2 separate regions of the Pan troglodytes genome follow, and region 1 is linked to region 2. A link is a contact called in public Hi-C data. All regions are on one chromosome and are shown on one strand. Each heading gives the region's core, a stretch centred on a gene start, on an enhancer-like site or on the middle of the called end of the contact. The rest is flanking DNA. Distances are from core to core; before and after follow the strand shown.

What was found. A called contact is a pair of places that touch in the nucleus more often than the background predicts.
Region 1: a contact with region 2 is called in a Hi-C map of stem cell-derived neural progenitor cells, with 2.7 times the contacts expected there. The contact joins the promoter of BDH2 here to the promoter of SLC39A8 in region 2. A contact is called at or near these places in 1 of 7 Hi-C or Micro-C datasets (stem cell-derived neural progenitor cells) and 1 of 1 datasets of contacts at active chromatin or transcription factors (stem cell-derived excitatory neurons).

Annotation. Positions count from the first base shown.
Region 1 is chr3:104,559,244-104,565,294 of NHGRI_mPanTro3-v2.0_pri, forward strand. BDH2 (3-hydroxybutyrate dehydrogenase 2) reads right to left here and starts at 1,533. Exons shown (of 11, transcript XM_009448077.5): 1 at 1,365-1,533.
Region 2 is chr3:103,807,323-103,813,795 of NHGRI_mPanTro3-v2.0_pri, forward strand. SLC39A8 (solute carrier family 39 member 8) reads right to left here and starts at 2,422. Exons shown (of 10, transcript XM_009448071.4): 1 at 2,284-2,422; 2 at 1,383-1,854. The coding sequence starts at 1,601.

The DNA of each region.
Region 1 (6,051 bases), core at 283-2,782, 750 kb after region 2:
TGTGGCACCAGGAGCCTGTGCCTCGCAGACCGCTGACCCCAGGAAGTAATGGACAATGAGGCGCAGCTGCTGCTGCCTCTCTGGGTTTGTGCTGAGGCCACCTTCTCGGGGCCGTTACAAGCCAGTGCCTGAGCACGCATGCTTACTAAGGCAGACTCATTTCTGGGAGACATAGACCTCCTCCCCAACGGATGACTGGCTAGAGAAGCTCCTTATTACCTTGCTGAAGTTCTCTTAGACTACACAGCTGTCTGGGATGCTTCCACTCAACCTGGCTTCCTTCTTTTCCTCCCTCGCGGGTGGACTTGCATCGAGGTCTGACGGCTCTCACAGCCTTACCTAGTTCTCTCCTCATTCTCTCTCACACCAGCATTTCCCCTAATAAAATCCATGCATATTTAATTCTATCTTGGAGTCTGCTTCTTGGAGGAGCAGACTAACACAATTATGTAAGAACTGGCTCCAGGGATCAGCTTACAACTCACTGACTTCCTCTGAGTTTGTCCACATTTTTTAGGCGATGGGGAAGCTTGGCTTTAACAGTGCCTGACCTACTTTGATGCAATGAATTTTTGCTTTTTTACTTCTTACACAAAAGATAAACATGGAATGTTTATCATTTCAACATGGAATGATAGTTTCTAAAGTATAACTTTAGAAAGATATACTTTATCTTTATCCTCCTTGAATCCTAAGCATGGTGCACAAAAGCTATTTTACAACACTGTCATTAGTGATATTGGGTATATGGCCCTGTAAAGCCTCCAGTCAAAGGTTTTGCTAGGAATCTTTGCCAACCGAAGAAGCACTTCCAAAAGAATTGCCGAAGCACAGAGCAGCCTTTCTACGCACTCTGAAAACCTCCTCTTACCTGGCCTTCCTGTCTTTCTGGGACCAGATTTTGGGGTCAAAGCCTTAACATTTGATAAACTGTAATCTCAAACTAAAACAGATTTCTTTGAGAAAATGAGAGCAAACACGGCCTGAAATGGTAAAACAAGGCACCTCTCAATATATCCAATGTGAAAACCATACATGTTGGCTTCCTTAGTCCAAAAGTTAGAATCAAAATGTTGATTTTTGATTAGCAGAGACACAAACGCATATTCAGGAAGCCATTGTTTTCAAGAGCCAGGAAGAAAAATGTTCACTTAGGATACCGTAAGAATCCTTTTTTCTTGGGCTACTTTATAAAACATACATACGACAGAGTTTCAGGCTCATTAAAAACCCATCTTTACACTGATCTAACTGCTCAGATTAATTTTGAAACAGGCAACGTGCAGAACAAAACAACATCTAAAAATTAAACCTCCCCTCTTTCCTTTCTAAAGTTTCATTTCAAAAGTATTAGGAAATCTTACTTTAAGCAGCGAGCTGATGGCGTTCTCCAGAACTCGGTGTGAGCAACAAATTTGAGACAACCTTTGTCTGGAAGCAAGTCAAGCGCTTAATATTGCATGCTGGGATTTGTAGTTTCCCTGCTTTCAGAGTTTAGTGGCTCCATCCATACACTTTATAAATGTATGTGCTGCCATCTAGTGGAATCCAGGTAGAACTATGAATTCCAAGTGGAAGGTGAAAAGTGGAAAAGCACCTTAGAGCTTACTTAGGATGCGGAAATCATTTCCTTCACTTCAGTCTCTCCACTTCTCTGTTTTGTTTATGCCTGCTATATGCGGTGCCAGGGTAGACGAGATTGGCTGAGCTGGAAACTGCGTGTGGAAGATAGCAGAGCAACAAAATAGAGGGAACCCAGGTCACTGAAAATTCTGGAGCCTTCCTGTCACTTGGCCTGGATTGTTTTAAGGGAGAGAAATTAAAAAAAAAATCCTTTTTGTTTGAGATACAGTTGTGATTTTTATTTTTTCATGCTCAGACTATTCTAACACTAATGCACATTTAGTGGAGAATGCCAGGAGCCTTTTACTACACTGGGAATGGGGTCAGGGGGAACGTGAAACTTGGATGACAGGGTGGAGGCTTAAAAGGGAACATGTTAACAGCGAAAAACCCGTTTGGCTGAAGAGAACAGAGATATAAGGCCAAAAAGAAAGGACTAGATCTCATGAGCCCTCTAGGTTAGGATAGCAACATGTACTTTATCTGTAGTGCCATTGAGCAGAGTGATTGTGTAGGCTACTTGTATATGTACTGTATAAATTGGTTTCCTCAGCACCCATCCAACTCACTTTCCCCTTTTCTCACTTGTCAAAGCTGGAAAACAGAAGTCTCTACTTCATAGCCTCGTTTGCTGCTAGGGGTGGCCAAGCAGCATAGATGTTGCCAATGAAATGCAGGTGGGAATTTCTGAGGAGGGCCTCCTTCTTAAATAGAAAAGTAAGCCCTTCTGAAAGGCTTTTAGCTTTTGCTCCTCCCTTTCTTTTTGCCTGGAATGAAGATAGGATGCCGTGGGACAGAGCAGCCATTTAGTGAGTTCATCTGAGGCCAGAGGCACACATTAACGACAGGGACCAGCAAGAGAAGGAGCCTGCGGCCCTGATGACAGCCTCAAGGCAACAACTCCTCTGGACTTCTTATGTGAGGACAATAAACTTTAGTGTTTTTCAGGTTTTTTGTTACATGGAGCTAAGTGATTTCTAACAGTCACAGGGGATAAGAACAAAGACTGTGGCGTCAGTAAGACTAGAGCAAGTCCCATATCTCTCTCTCACTAGCTAAGTGAGTAAATCACTTAAATCTCTGAACCTCTTATGTTTCTCATCTGTAAAATGAAGGTAAAATAGCACCTACCTCAGGGATGTGGTGAGGAGGAACGACTAAGCCTGTGAATCCATCAGCACAATGTTTGCCACACAGGTGCTTAATACATGTTAGTGATTCTTATGATGAAGACATTGTTGGAGAAATTTAATTATAATGGATGGTAAAAGTTGCCCTTTTTAATGTTCTTTTAAAAACTGGACTTAGTTTCTGCATGTGTCTATATAAGGTCTATGGTAAAATTGTCCCTCCTTGTTCATTGTTTCAGCAACTTCTAATGCTGGCTCTAACAATCTGTAATAACATCTAGCTTTGTTCCTGCTTTACTAATAATGCCCTTTGACTTTTGAGGCTTTTGGAACAGACTGTTTATGAGTATGAGAGTTCCCTAATCAAAGCCAACTCCAATGCTTCTTGATGTAGCTTTCTTCAGCATCCCTCTGTAATCTTCAGCAATAATGCTTACTTGATAACGGCCTAAGTCACATGGTATTGCAAATACTTGCTTACCCATTAGTATTGTCAGCAGACTAAATTTCTTCAAGGGTGGGGACTATGTTTTATACCTTTACATTGTGATTAGCTCATATTAAAAGAGTATTAGTTACTTGTTTTCTTATCTACAATATGAGTTCCACATTGATAGTGCCTTTCAGTGCCTAAAACAGTAATTGGCAGATAGTAGATGCTCATTAAATATTTGCTGAGTGAATGGCAGTTTCTTAATAAGTTTCCTGAATATAATTCTGCCAGGCTCTCAAGACAATGTTTGTGATAGTTAATTTTAGGTGTCAACTTGACTGGATTTACGGATCCCCGGAGAGCTGGTAAGCATTATTTCTGGGACATCTCTGAGTGTTTCTGGAAGAGATCGGCATTGGAATCAGTGAACTGGGTAAGGATCTACTTCACCCAATGTGGGCAGGCACTATCCAATTGGCTGAGGGCCCAGACAAAACAAAAAGGCAGAGAAAAGGTGAATTCTCTCTCTTCCGGAACTGGGACATCCATCTTCTCCTGCCTTGGATACCTGAACTCCAACCAGATTCTCAGGCCTTCAGACTTGGACTGAGCCATGCTCCTAGTTTCCCTGGCTCTCCAGCTTGCAGACAGCCTATGGTGGGACTTCTCAGCCTCCCTAATTGTGTAAGCCAATTCCCCTAATAAACATCCTCTCTCTCTCTCTGCATATATATATATATTTTTTTTTCCTCAAGCTTCAGTGGGGTTACATCCCAATAAGCCCATTGTAAATTGAAAATATTGTCAGTTGAAAATGTATTTAATATACCTAATTCACTGAACATAGAGCTTAGCCGAGCCTACTTAAATGTGCTCAGAACACTTGTTAGCCTACAGTTGGATAAAATCATTTAATACAAAGCCTGTTTTATAACAAGGTGTTGACTGACTCATGGGATTTATTGAACAGAGTACACTGAACAGTGTCAGTTGTTTACTCGTGATCCCATGGCTGACTGAGAGCTGTGTCTTGCTGCCACTGCCCATGATCACATTAGAGTATTGCTATCTTGTGAAGAGATCAGAATTCAAAGTAAAGTTTTCACTGAATGCGTATCGCTCTCACACCATCCTAAAGTTGAAAAATCTCAAGTTGAACCATGACAAGTTGGTGACCATCTGTGTATATTCTATTGGTTCTGTCTCTCTGGAAAATCCTAAGACAGATTTTGGTAACAGGAGAGGTTCTAGAGGAACAAAATTTTAAGGATGAGTTTCCTGAGTTGATTTTGGGGTTCCTGGAATTGGCTCTTAGTCTGATTAGATTTGAAAATGCTAAAGGCTCTACTCTTTGAGATGGGGTCCCACTCTTGAACAGGTTGGAGTGCAGTGGCACCATCATAGCTGACTGTAGCCTTGAATACCTGGGCTCAGGCCATCCTCCTGCCTCAGCCCTCCAAATTGTTTTTTTTTTTTGGTAGAGATGAGGTCTCAGTATGTTGCCTAGGCTGGTCTCAAACTCCTGGTCTCAAGTGCTCCTCCTGCCTCAGTTTCCCAAAGTGTTGAGATTACAGGGATGAGTCACTGCGCCCAGCCTGGCTCTCCTTTTAATAGTACAGAGAGCACTGATTGTCCAAGAAATGAACTGTTCATAGAAGTATGCAAAATGTCTGCATTGGATACTCCTAATCAACCACTTCTTAGAGGTGAGGAACTTAAGTGACTCTATATATAATACTTTTTTTTTTTTCCGAGACAGAGTCTTGCTCTGTCGCCCAGGCTGGAGTGCAGTGGCATGATCTCGGCTCACTGCAACCTCTGCCTCCTGGGTTCAAGCGATTCTTCTGCCTCAGCCTCTCGAATAGCTGGGATTACAGGCACACACCACCATGCCTGGCTAATTTTTGTATTCTTAGTAGAGACGGGGTTTCACCATGTTGGCCAGGCTGGTCTCGAACTCTTGACCTTGTGATCCGCCTGCCTCAGCCTCCCTAAGTGCTGGGATTACAGGTGTGAGCCACTGTGCCTGGCCCTATAATACTTTCAAATATTTATGGAAAACTAAGAAATATACCAATGTTGGTTGGTTGCTTCTAATATTGTTGGGCAAAATTATTTAAAAAAAAAAAAGGATGACTTCAGGGATTCAAATTCGTGGCTCAAGCTCCACATAAGTAACCTAAGAGCTTCTAGGCGTGCCCTGAAAGAGGATCTTCTCTCCTGTAGACATGAGGCTAAAATTGCTGAAAATCAAACACCAGTCTTCATCATTTGATTGGTGCAACTACAAAAGGCCTCAGTGTGTCTACTGGTAAAATAAGCCACAGTGACTGGGAGAGTGAGATTCTATAAGTTGGGATGGGGACGTGTGGGAAGACCCTGAAGCCAGGAACATTGAGCTCCTTTTTTTTTTTTTTTTTTTTTTCCAGTTTCACCCTGTTGGCCAGGCTGGAGTGCAATGGCATGATCTCGGCTCACTACAACGTTGACTTCCAGGGCTCAAGTGATCCTCCCACCTCAGCACCCCCGAGTAGCTGAGACTATTGCCATAAGCCACCATGCCAGGCTAATTTTTGTATTTTTTGTAGAGATGGGGTTTCACTATGTTGCCCAGGCTGGTCACGAACTGCTAGGCTCAAGAGTCCCACACCTCAGCCTCCCAAAGTGCTGGGATTACAGGTGTGAGCCACCATGCCTGGCCAGTTCCTACATTCTGATGAGTTTTTTTTTACCAGCTGTAGTGGCCTCTCCAACCTCATTGGGGTTGGTAATGGCCTTTCCACCTTTGTCTGAAGGGTTAACCCTGCATTGCCTGAGGAAATAATAATGGCCTCCCCTGAGGCAGCTGCCAAGCAAGACAATGCT
Region 2 (6,473 bases), core at 1,172-3,671:
TCCATTTTTCCAACACATCATTTCTCAGATATTACCCCAGATAAAATACCATGCCCAGAACTCGAATTATAGACAATTTACTAAAGAACATGCATAAGGGGACCACAAAACCCTTCTAGGTCAAAGAGAGACCACCTCTGACATGCTATGGCATCAGAAAGTTCTACTTTTCTTAAGAGCCATATACTTTAATTGTGGTAAGATATTTCTAACAAAAAGAAGATCAATCTACGTATAATGTTATTAACATGGAATTTATTTGATTACAGTTTCCCTAACTGTAATCTAAAGTCATATTCATTAGGAAACGCCAAATTTCCAAGAGCAGAGTATAATATGCAGCATTTCCCAAACATCTTGGACCCCAAAAACTTCTTGTAACAAACTAACATCGTCCAAAAATGACAAACAATATGGAAAATACCGTATTCTACCCTCCAATATCAGCTGTCAGTGGGACAGGAGTAAAGGAAAACAAGTCAAAGCACTGAGTTAACTGAGTTTTAAAAGACGGAGAGCAGTTTTGGAAGGATGCAGAAACTACACTTTGTCTACTTAACAATTTTAAGAACTACCCAATCACAGAGTATTTATTATAGAAATAATTAGGAATAATTTGATTTTATGTTTACAAAGAGGTATGATGTTTAACTGCTCCTACGTAGTTTGAAGCTTGTTCTTAAACCCAAGGTATTGCCAAATGCCTAGTAGTACCCTGTTTATTACTGAAAAATGTTTTTTTAATCATTTTGGATAAATACTAGAATCAAATATTTGACCTGACATATGACAAGGAACTAACAATATAAGCCTAGTCTACCACCATCTGGATGACCAAATTAGAATCTTAGTCTCAAGGCCGCCCCTGTTTCAGCCCTGAATGCCTCATGTAATGTACACAGGAGCCAGAACTACATTATATCTCGTTTTCAAATAGCACTGGTTACGCACCGGGCAACTGTTAACCAGGGTGGCATGTGATAATCTTCCTTGCTAACCTTGTAGGAAGTGTGCGAGCCGTTATCTTTCTGGCAAGATTTAAGTAACTCATTCCTATCTAAAAAGCATCTGTTAAAGTGGCGTCACACCCTCAACTACTTCATAAAGTTTTCTATAAAATGTTACAATCACCAGAGTCGGACCTCTCAGTTCATCAGGCGTAAAACTGCAGTTTCTGGCTGCCAAATCCCTTAACAACGTTAACCTTTTAATCCTTCAGCCTCGTCTAGTGAAAAGCAAGTGTCACCAGATACCGCCTTCTACTTGAGAAATATAACAAGATTCTTTCTCCTGCACTTTTCCCAAATAAAAACGGCTCATATACAAAGTGAAGTCTAGGGACACCCACAGTACGGAGGGCTGCCCGGACCTGGCGGCCTTACCTGGTTGAAGTGCAGCTGGCCAGGCTCCGGGACGCCCACGCGGGAGGCGGCTCCCATCTGCTCCAGCAAGTGCTGGAGCTGCGCCGCCGACAGGCTCAGATTCGCGCCGAACACGCTCAGCACATCCTCGCTGAAGGCGAGCCCTGGCCCCTCCGCCACTCCTCCGAGGCCGGCGGCCGCCAGCAACAGGAGCCCGGCCACCGCCCGACCCGGGGCCATCCTGGCCTGGGCTTCCCCTTGAGGGCCCGCGACGGGCTGCCGCGCAGAGGGACGCGCGCGGGCGCACTGGCGTCCGTGCCCAAGGGCGGGAGCGTCAGTGCTCGGCGCTGCTCCGAGTCAGAGGTGGCGCGGGACGCCCCTGGTTCTCCGACGCCTTCGAAAGAACAGCAGCTCGCGACCTGCGGGGCATTGAAGTGGCAGCGTAGCCGAGGGGAGCGATAGGCGGAGTGGGCCCCCCGGCCTCCTGGAGAGCCTGAGATAAAGAGGACAAAGGGGGACAGAGATAAAGGCCACCAGGGCACCAGCCGGCCGGCTCCAGAAACGCTGCGTGGCAGTAGCCCTCAAACGCCCGGCCGGGCATGGGGCCAGACGCCCCGGATCCGGGTTTGCAAACGCCCCAGGATTTGCGTACATATGCTCCTCCCGGATATAAAGCCCCAAACCACGCCACTTCTTAGGAAAAACTAAAACCACACTAACTGTAGAACTCCACCTCCTCTTCCTGTCTTTCTGCTTTATTCTCTCCGCCGCAAACTTAGAAGTGAGACGTGCAGTCCCCAAGCAGCTGCAGAAAAGGGCTCTTCCGGAGTCCTGGGGATTGCGCGTTTAAAGGGGACCCTCCCTCTCCCCGGATCTTCTCTGAGTTTGGCAAGTTAATCGGAAGCACTCGCTGGCCTCTCACCTCTCCTATCTGTTTGTTTGTCTGTCTCTGCGTCTTTCTCTCTGCGTGTCAACGTAAGACTCGGTCTCTGGATCTCTCTCTCTTTCTGTCTCCCGCCCCCACAACCTCTGTATCTCTGACAGGTCCGCGGTGAAACTCCGCGATCCGCTCCGGCGCTCTTTACAAATAAGGGGAGGAGGGCCCTGTCCCCGCCTCCGTAGCACGTGGTGACCCATTTCCCCAGCCTGAACTCCCGCGCGCGTCCACGCCGGGGCGCAGGACCGCCGGCCTTCCCTCCGCGGGCGCTGCTCATTCCCAGCATCAGCCATGCCCTCTTCCCCACCCTCACTCCTGAGGGTTACCTGATGCCACCTCCGTGTCGGGGTCCCTAACTCCTCTCTGGTCTCGGGGACGCATGCATCTTTTCGTGATCTTGATGAAACCAACTTGCTGAAATGGAGCCTGAGACCCTTGCATTGTCTACATAATTAACAGGAATTGCTTTTTTTTCTCACTTCTTAAAATCAGAGGAGAAAGAGGAAATCCAATGGTAGCGGTGGCGGGCTAGCTGAGCCAGCACTGCCCAAGCCGGCCCTTCCTGGCGGGATATCCGCAGATCAGAGGAATGTTTATTTGTTCATATGGGGGCTCAAGAAAAGCTGACTTAGGTGTGATGTCAACAGGTTTGTGTAAAGTGAGTGTGGTGTTTGAGGCAAAGTTTGTATCTGGTGGATATAGTGGTTCAAGTGTAAAGTGAAACCATGCTTCACTGTTAGATGGCTGTGAAAGGAAAATAAATCTTGAGACTTCAAAATCACCAAGCTAAAGGGAAACATCAAGAAGGGACCAGCTTAGGGCAAACCTGCCTGCCATTCTATTCAAATTCATCCCTCTGAGGCTCACCTGAGACAAATGCATATCTGATTGCTTTCTCTTCTCCATCGTTTATGCAAAAAATGCAGATTCACTGGGCCAGACTAAACTGTCTATTGAGTGGAAGGCTGATCATGGCCTCAAAAGAATGCAACCTTTTGTCTCTTGTCTATTGTACTTCTAACCTGGAAGCCCCCACTTCCAGTTGTCTCACCTTACTGGACTGAACCACTGTACATCTTACACATATTGATTGATGTCTCATGTCTCTCTAAAATATATAAAAGCAAACTGTACCCCCGACCACCTTGGGCACATGTCTCAGGACTTCCTGAGGCTGTGTCAGGGGCACATCCTTAACCTTGCCAAAATAAACTTTCTAAATTGACTGAGACCTGTCTCAGACATTTTGCATTCACGTGACTAAGGACAATAAAAAGAATTCAAGATGCCGTTCTTGCCTTTCATCAGGAGAATGCACAGCCTCCTAAAATAGCACATTTTAAAGAGACATTAAGTCTAGACAAAGGGGAAAAGATGGGGAAAGGGAAAAAATCTTAATCTTAGAAGAGGAACCTAAAGACATAACTGCAGAAGAAAGAGACAGGTAGAGAACATTCCCAGAGGCTAAGGATCTAGGCAGACGAAGCTGAAGGATTGTCATATGGAAGAAGGTTTAACTATATTATATCTAACTTCAGAGGACAGAAGGCAGCAGTCATGGGGCAAAGTCACCCAGAGGAAGGTTTCTGTGGAATTATAAGGCATGGCTGCCTTGGAAGATAGTGATTTCTCCATGATCAAAAGTGATTCAAATCAACAGATCCTGGGTGACCGCCTTTAGTAGGTGGTAGGAGGATTCATGCCTGAAGGGAGATGAACTAAATGATCTTAATACTGTGCTCTTTCCAATTATAAAATCTACGTATTTGTTAATAATAGTTTACAGAATTATGTTGATGCTAAAAGGGCAAATATTTCATCTAAGGGCCAGAAGTAAGTTAATATCACAGTTGTCCTCTTAAATCACTCAGCTCGTGGGACTCTTCAAGCCTTTCATTGGATTTTAAAATATAGTTTGTTGCCTATTTTTCCTTTGGACCTCCGTGATGCAAAATGATTTTTGGAAATTAATGAATGCTTTAAATGGCTAATCTATACCCAGCAAGTTGTTTATTTCCAGCTTTTCTAAAACTAAATTTGTCCATAAAGTGTTAGATTTTAACAAATATAAAAGGTTTTTAAAAATACAAATCTTGGCTGGGCACTGTGGCTCACGCCTGTAATCTCAGCACTTTGGGAGAATAAGGTGGGCAGATAGCTTGAGATCAGGAGTTCAGACCAACCTGGCCAACATGTAAAAACCCTGTGTCTACTAAAAGTACAAAAATTAGCCAGGCATGGTGGCGCACACTTGTAATCCTTGCTACTCGGGAGGCTGAGGCATGAAAATCGCTTGAACCTAGGAGACAGAGGTTGCAGTGAGCCAAGATCAGGACACTGCACTCCATCCTGGGTGACAGAGTGAGACTCTGCCTCAAAAAAGAAAATAATACAAATACAAATACAAATCTTACATTGTGGGATTTTTAGAATATATAATTTATCTATTTATCAGTCATTCATGTCTATGCACATACATTTTGCCAGCCCATCAAGTCCACAAAATAAGAAACAGTAAAATAAATGACCAACCTGCATGCCAACTTTACTAAGCCCAGTTAACATAATGCAATTAAGAGAAAGTGTTCAGAAAATTTCAGGTTACTAACTACCAAATAGGTAAGGCTAATTTCTAGATCATCCAGTCTAATAAACTATAATCACCAAAGAACTACAGGTTAGGCATCTCTAATTCAAAAATTCCAAATCCAAAATACTGCAAAATATGAAACTTTTTGAGTGCTGAAATGACACCAATGGAAAATTCTACACCTGACCTCATTTGACAGGTGCACAAAATTATTGGAAATATTATATAGAATTACTTTCAGCCTATGTTTATAGGGTGTATATGAAACATAAATGAATTTTGTGTTTAGACTTGGGTCCCATCCCCAAAATATCTCATTTTATATATATGTAAATATTCAGAAATCTTTAATAATCCAAATTTGAAACACTTCTGGTCCCAAGCATTTCAAATCAACTCATAACCAAATAATGTTTCATTTATTATTTTTTTTTTTTAAGAGGCAGGATCTCACTATGTTGCTCAAGCTAGGATGCAGTGGCTATTCACAGGCACAATCCAACTATTGACCACCACGGAGTTTTGACCTACTCCATTCAGTCCTGAGCCAGTTCACACCTCCTCAGACAACCTGGTGGTCCCCAGTCACCACCACCCCACACCTGAAGGTCATCATATTGATGCCAAACTTAGTGATTGGCACAGCCCACTACATCCCAGAGCTCCTGGGCTCGAGTGATCCTCCCACCTCAGCCTCCTCAACAGCTGGGATTACAGGCCTGTGCCACTGCACCCAGCCAGATAAATTTTAGGGTCCAAATTCTATAAGTAATATTATTACAAAAGAAAAACACTTCCAATTTAAAATATAATGTATAATGTATAAAATATATTTTTCTTAGAAATTTGCCTTAAAGGTCGAATACTTTTAAATGATAATGAGGGTAGCATGCCAAGTACACTGGCCAGGATGTTGAAAAATGTCACGTTTCTGACTCAGGCACTTGGGAAACCTGGGAAACTCATTTGACCTCACCAGGATGAATTCCCTCGTCTGTAAAACAAGATAATTGGGACAGAAGAATATCAAGTCTCCATTCCAGCCTTTTTATTTCTAAGTGTCTAATTTGGAAGTCACTTATCAGAACAAAACATGAAACACCTAAAAAAGAAATAAGACTTCACTTCCCCAAGTGAAAGGACAGTTAACTTCAAATCTTACTTTCTCTAATGATTTCAGTTTTTTCTCAGTTCAGATCTTTTGTGACTATCGCAAATATAAAGCAAACTGGCCTCTTGTAAACATTTTCATGCATGCATTTTCTCTGTGGAAGGACTAATAAGGAAATCTAAAAGATGACACACCCCTTTCTCTTCTTCCCTTCTCTTCCTTGCCATCCAGCCTGGAAGTCGTTAGGTGGAGTATAGCAGTGTCTGTGTGGAGGGGAGCCATAGTGGCCCAAAGAGGGGTGTTGGAGCTTGAACAAGAAAAAAAGGATATCTAAGTAGGAGAGAACATAGCGTGGACAGTAGGAGCCCAAGCAGGGTCCTGAAGGTGTCCAGATTTGGGAAGAGACATGGGAAATCAGAGCTGCATCACTAATGGGATAAGGGTGTATGTGTGTGCACAAGCACTGACTATCAG